Regions from separate parts of the Mus musculus genome. Here region 1 is linked to region 2. A link is a contact called in public HiChIP or PLAC-seq data. All regions are on one chromosome and are shown on one strand. The core of a region is the stretch at or near the end of the contact, and the rest is flanking DNA. Distances in the headings are between cores, read along the strand shown.

The links. HiChIP or PLAC-seq counts read pairs in DNA pulled down with a chosen protein or histone mark.
Region 1: an HNF4G HiChIP or PLAC-seq map of pancreatic cancer cells shows a contact between it and region 2. The contact joins the enhancer-like site here to the promoter of Hrob in region 2. A contact is called at or near these places in 3 of 39 promoter capture datasets (cranial neural crest, liver and pre-B cells), 2 of 484 Hi-C or Micro-C datasets (both in embryonic stem cells), 2 of 115 datasets of contacts at active chromatin or transcription factors (pancreatic cancer cells and stem cell-derived neural progenitor cells) and 1 of 9 other capture datasets (adipose tissue).

The regions. Positions count from the first base shown.
Region 1 is chr11:102,581,029-102,583,814 of GRCm38.p6, reverse strand. No RefSeq gene overlaps it. Among named protein-coding and RNA genes, the nearest start is that of Gm11627, 3.3 kb to the right of the region's middle. Within about 2 kb of position 1,369, at least 57 of the 459 cell types and tissues checked have an H3K27ac peak or open chromatin away from gene starts, as enhancers often do. A contact at or near this core is called in embryonic stem cells and pancreatic cancer cells, where this site is marked.
Region 2 is chr11:102,247,487-102,250,264 of GRCm38.p6, reverse strand. It overlaps Hrob (homologous recombination factor with OB-fold), which reads right to left and starts at 1,383. Exons shown (of 10, transcript NM_153544.3): 1 at 1,173-1,383. The coding sequence starts at 1,175.

The DNA.
Region 1 (2,786 bases), core at 120-2,619, 330 kb before region 2:
TCCAGGACAGCCAGGGCTACACAGAGAAACTCTGTCTCGAAAAACAAACAACAAAAGAATTTAAATCAATCAATCAATCAATCAAAAGATGCTATCTCAAGAAATTGGCCTCCTGAATTTCTTTTCCCCTGAACTTTTCTCTTTTCTCCTTGGCCCTGGTCTGAATTAGAAATGTTCCTTCAGACCCAGCTTTCAGACCCTACAGGATCCTATATGGAAGTCCCTTCCTGAGTTAAGACTCCTCTTTAAACACAATCTATGTGCTGGGTTGTGGTGACACACACCTTTGATCCCAACACTCAGAAGGCAGAGGCAGGTGGATCTCTTGAGTTAGAGGTCAGCCTGGTCCACAAGTGAGTTTGGGGACAGCCAGGGCTACACAGAGAAACTCACCTTGGGAAGAAAAACAAAACAAAACAAAACAAAGCAACAACAACAACAACAACAACAAAAACCCTATCTCACCCCCACCACCACCTCCCAAAGAATTTTTTTCTTACCTGTCAGCATCACTACACTCCATCTCCAACTGAGACTCCACCGCCTCTCTCAGGTCCCTCAGTCCACCCAGGCTCTCTATTCCGACTTCTGAAGCTCAACTGAGCCTAAACTAGCCAATGTGGTCCTTCCTGGCATAGGTCACTCAGTGACAAAAGGCGACATTAATCTTCTTTCTTAAAGGGTTGAGAAGGTCAGACAAAGTGGTCACTTCATTTGATGGACACCCAACCCTTGCCTGCAATGTTTGTTTTCCCTCCATTGCCTGGGTCAGGAAGACACTGTTGGAGAGGGGATGTTTCCCAGGGAGAGGTGCAGGTACACGGATTTCTACACTCTGAAGTCGCCGGGAAGGGAGGCGTGGGGTTTCAGGTTGCCTTCCCCCAGGGCAAGGTCACCCCAGATAACCCTTGAGGAATTCTTTGGCCTAGGAGTTGCAGGATAGAATAACAAACCCCATTGCTGGGTTAAAGCAAAACTTGGCCAACTTCATTTGGGGGGGACTATGGCTTCTTTGAAACTGGGGCTGAACCAGTCACACTTCCCAGGCAATTCCTCCTGTGCTCAGTCTCCCCGCCCCCAAATGCCCACCTTAGCACACCCAGGAGAGTGAGGGACTCTGGAAAATGCAAAGAACTTAGCCCTGACTATGGCTCCCGTGTCGGGAGGGCCTTAAAGTGCAGGCTGCTGAGGGGGCAAGGGCTGTACTTGGTGCGCGCAGGTCCTAGGGTCCTACTTGTGGTTGGGGGGGTCAGCTAAAGAGAACGAACACCCCTCTTCTCTCCACAGCTGGTGCACCAAGGGTCCTCCTCCCTATCACAGCCCTTCCCTTAGAAAGCCTGCTGAGTCTGGAATGAGAGGAATCTGAACTACAAACCGACCTCTTGGCAGCATCCCCAACTTCTCTCCAGCCACTCCTAGGTTGCCGACTTCCAGGCAAGGCTGAAGGGGCCTAGGTGGGAAGACCCCACACACAGAGAGACACTGAAGAAACGGGGGTGCAGAAGTCAGTCGAGGGCAGAGAGACAGTACACGCGCGTTTTGTAGGTTGGGGCTTGCTCTAAGGTCCAATCGGCCTGGAACTCACAAGTTTTGGCAATCCTCCTGTCTCGGCTTTCCCAAGTCCTGGAATTATAGATGTGAGCCAGCTTGAACAAAGAATTTATATTTTCCAAACCAAAAATCAAAACCATTAACAAGTCAGTGTGCTGGAGTCACAGGATTAGGGATTTGAAACCAAGCCCACTGTAGAATGATTCAAGCTGTCGAGTCTCCAGGGTTGACAAGCAATTAGTATTACATCCTAGGAAGAAAGGACCTGTGTCCCCAGCTCTTGTCTCCCCTCTGCTTGGCTCTTTTCTCCCAAGGGCTAAGCTTGCCTGGTGCTATCTGGGCAGTATCACAGTCTGAGAATGCCCCGTGGAGGCTGAAAGAATCGGGAAAAGTGAAGAATGGTCTTTTTAAAAGATTGATGGCACAGAGCCAGAGGCCACTTCTGCCTGCCACACTTGTGGCAGACCCCAGTGTCCTGCCCACCGTCTCTGTAGCGTCCTCTCTACCCCACCTGAACCGTGTGGAACTTTGATGGTGATTTAGCCAGGGCTATCTGCGCCATGAGATGCCCAGGCAACGTACTAGAAGGGTGACCCTGGGGAAAGGACCAGGCTACAGCAGAGAAGCAGCCAGCCAGCCAGCCAGGAGCAGGAAGCCGCTTGGGGCAAGATGACCTCTTTCCAAGGGCAGTTCTGTCCAGCTTGTATAACATAGCTCCTGCCAAGGGTGGTATAGAAAGGCTCAGAGCCCACAGCAGGCTGGGGAAGGGCATTGAAAAGGGAGCTTAAGGGCTTCCTGCTGCGTGAGATGGATTAGGGGCCTGTGGGGAGCCAGTCTAGCAGGGAGAAAGGCACTGGCCAGATGCCAGAGCCCCTTGGCCAAAGACACTCTGAGACGAAGAATCCCTGGGTATCTGGTGGACTGCAAGTCCGCATCTTCCACCTGGCTGAGGGGCCCAGACAGAGTGACATATGGTGATGAGGAGACGGACCAAAGAGCACCAAAATGGAGGAAGGAAAAGCAGCCCTGCTTGAGTGAACCAGTGGACATCTCATAGGAAAATAAACAACCTCTCCAGTGATTTTTATCCAACTCTCCCCGAGCCCTTGAACTGGGTCTGTTCTTCGGGGCTGGTTCACTGCTGGGCTCTGTTTCTCTAGTCTGCAGGATGGGAGCTCTGAGGCCACCACTGGGAACAGCATAAGTAGTAGAAGCTTGTTTTGTAGTATTTTCTT
Region 2 (2,778 bases), core at 134-2,633:
TATATATACACATATATACATATAATGCACACACACAGTTTATCTGAACTACTCCTAGAAAGGGGAGATAGTAAAAGAGAGGCGACTGCTAAGGGAGACAAAGGCAGGGTCAGCATAAGGGTCTCAAGTAGCCCAAGTTGGCCTCAAGTCATTATTATGTTGATAAAGGTAATTTTCAAATCTTATATAAAAAAAATGATTGATTTAGTGGGGGTGGGGTACACTACTGCATGGGTGTGAAGGTGAAAAGAACTTGAGGGAGTCGGCTTCTTCCACCCTATGGGTCCTAGGGATGTAACTGAGGCATCAGAGACAACCACCTTTTACCTGCTCAGCCACTTCCCCAGCCCCTGACCTTGAACTCCTGACCCTTTCCTTTCCCAAAGGATGGGATTACTTGCCTACACCACCTCTGGAAACAGGCCTGAGTATTCTGCAACAGAATCTCAAAGGTTGGTCCAACACAAGAAAGGACCCTGCCTGAAACCCTTGTTTCTGAGGATCAAGCCAGTGATTTCTTTCTACAGAGGACCAAAGCCAAAGGCAAAGTTGCCAAGAGTGTGGACTGCCCCAGTCTACGGTTCTTCTTCCTGGACAGCAGACTCAGACGAGTGTCACACCCACAGCCTGGGTTTTTGGTGGGGGATTGAGGGCGTGTGGCATGGTAGCTGCTGCCTTTAATTCCCAGAACGCCTAAGGCAGAACTTTGAGTTCGAGGCCAGCCTAATCTACATACTGAGTTACAGGATAGCCAGGGGCAGAAAGCCTGTTTCAAGGACCCACCCTCCTCCCAAAAAAATAAAAACAGAGGAGGAGGCGGAGGAGGAGAGGAAGGGAAGGAGGGAGAGGAGAGTTGAATGTTAGTCACCCCAAGATCACGAGGTTGGGGGCAAAGATTCCAAAAGCCAGTGACGTTTGGGCTCGCAGGGATTGATGACTATTTTTCTGTCTGTCTGTAGGTCTGTATGTCCGGGGGAGGTACCTTTCACAAGGTCTCCTGCGCGTTGCGCGCCCTTCCTACCTAGCCCCCAGGTCTGCAGACTACACTCAGTCTCTACCAGGCAGATCCCGTCCTAGCAGACTAGCGAGCCCGGAGCCCAACCCGGAGTCCGGCTTCCCCGGGGCTGGAACGCCTCCTCCCCAGAGCCCGGGCGGCTTAGACGCGGCATTACCATAACGACAGGCCGTGGGCTCGGGCCGGCGGGTCGGCCCGGCCGTGTCAGACTCAAGGGTTCACCTCCAACTCGACCCAGACGTAGAGTAGGGAACTATGTCCGGTCGCATTCCCAGAGCAAGGTCCAAGAGAAGCGTCTTTAAGACCGCAGCGGAAACTGAGAGAGGGGCGCCTAAGAACGTGCACCCAGAGCGGCTTTCAAAGCCGCCGCCAAAACAATAGCTCCGCCCCCTTAAAGGGAAGGCACCAATTTTTATCCTGCCGACACAAAGTCCTTCTTCCTCGGGCCTTCCGCCGCAGCCTTAAAGGGAAAATCAAAGGTCTCTCGGTCGCCCCCAAGCGGTCCCTCTAGTCCAGCCGGCTGCCACGTTCTGGTTGAAAGGGAGCTTGGAGAAATCTTATACACTTTATTCTCCCTTCTTTTTTTTTTTTTTTTTTTTTTTTTTTTGTTGAGCACACTGGTGATTTGAGAGTGACTTCATCCTCACCAGAACGCAGCCGATCGTGTAGCCCAGGCTGCCCTCTAACTCACTTTGTAGCCGAAAATAACCTTAACTCCATATTGTTCTTCCTCTACCTCCCAAACGCTGGGGTGGCTGGTTTTATGTGGTGCTAGGGATGGAACCGGGGAGGGCGGCGGGGGGGGGGGGGGGGTTCACACTTTGTAGGCCAAGCTGATTGGTAGAGACAGGAAAAGGTAGAGAGCCTCATGCGCCATCATCCTCTGGTGAATGAGGAGGGATTGAACGATTTTGGGCCTTGCACGTGCTAAGCAAATGTTCAACACTAAGCTAATAATACGCCCAGCCCTAAAGAGTTTCTACGACAGAAAAATGTGTGCCTTCTTTGCATGTTAGAAAAATAGGCCTGAAAGCTGGGAGTGCATTCCAATGGTCAACATTGTACTAAGCGTCTTCAAGACTCTGGTCCCAGCTACCATACATACATACACTGCAGAAAAAACGAACAAACAAAAACATAAACAAAATTACTTTGGAGGCCATGCAGGGACTGGAAGGTAAGGCCTGGCTCAAGCATATAAGGCAAGTAAGACTGAATGAAGAGATCCGGGAAAGACAGGGTGTGTCTTTTCCTCAGAGCACAGTAGCCGTCTGAGCCATAGAAATATGACTAAATTGGTGGATTCTTCCTCAGAACAAGGCACATGTGTACAAACACATGATGCTTTGCACATAATTATAGGGGGGTTGTCTTCCTGAAGCCTCTAGTCAAGAACTCAGTCCCAGACAGGTGGTGGTGGCCCACGCCTTTAATCCCAGCACAGAAGGAGGCGGATTTCTGAGTTCAAGGCCAGCCTGGTCTACAGAGTTAGTTCCAGGAGAGCCAGGGGTACACAGAGAAACCCTGTCAAAAAAAAAAAAAAAAAAACCAAAAAAAAAACAAAAAACAAAACAAAAAAAAAACCCTCAGTCCCCTGGAATTCTAGGAAGCAAAATGGTATAGCAGTTAAACTGTAGATGCTGAAGTCTCGATAGCTGGGTCATAGGCTCTCAACTCTACCTCCTCTTTGCTATGTGAGCATGTGAGCTTGGTCAGGGTCATACCTGGAATCACATAGTACTCCAGGACTCTTGGCTGTTATC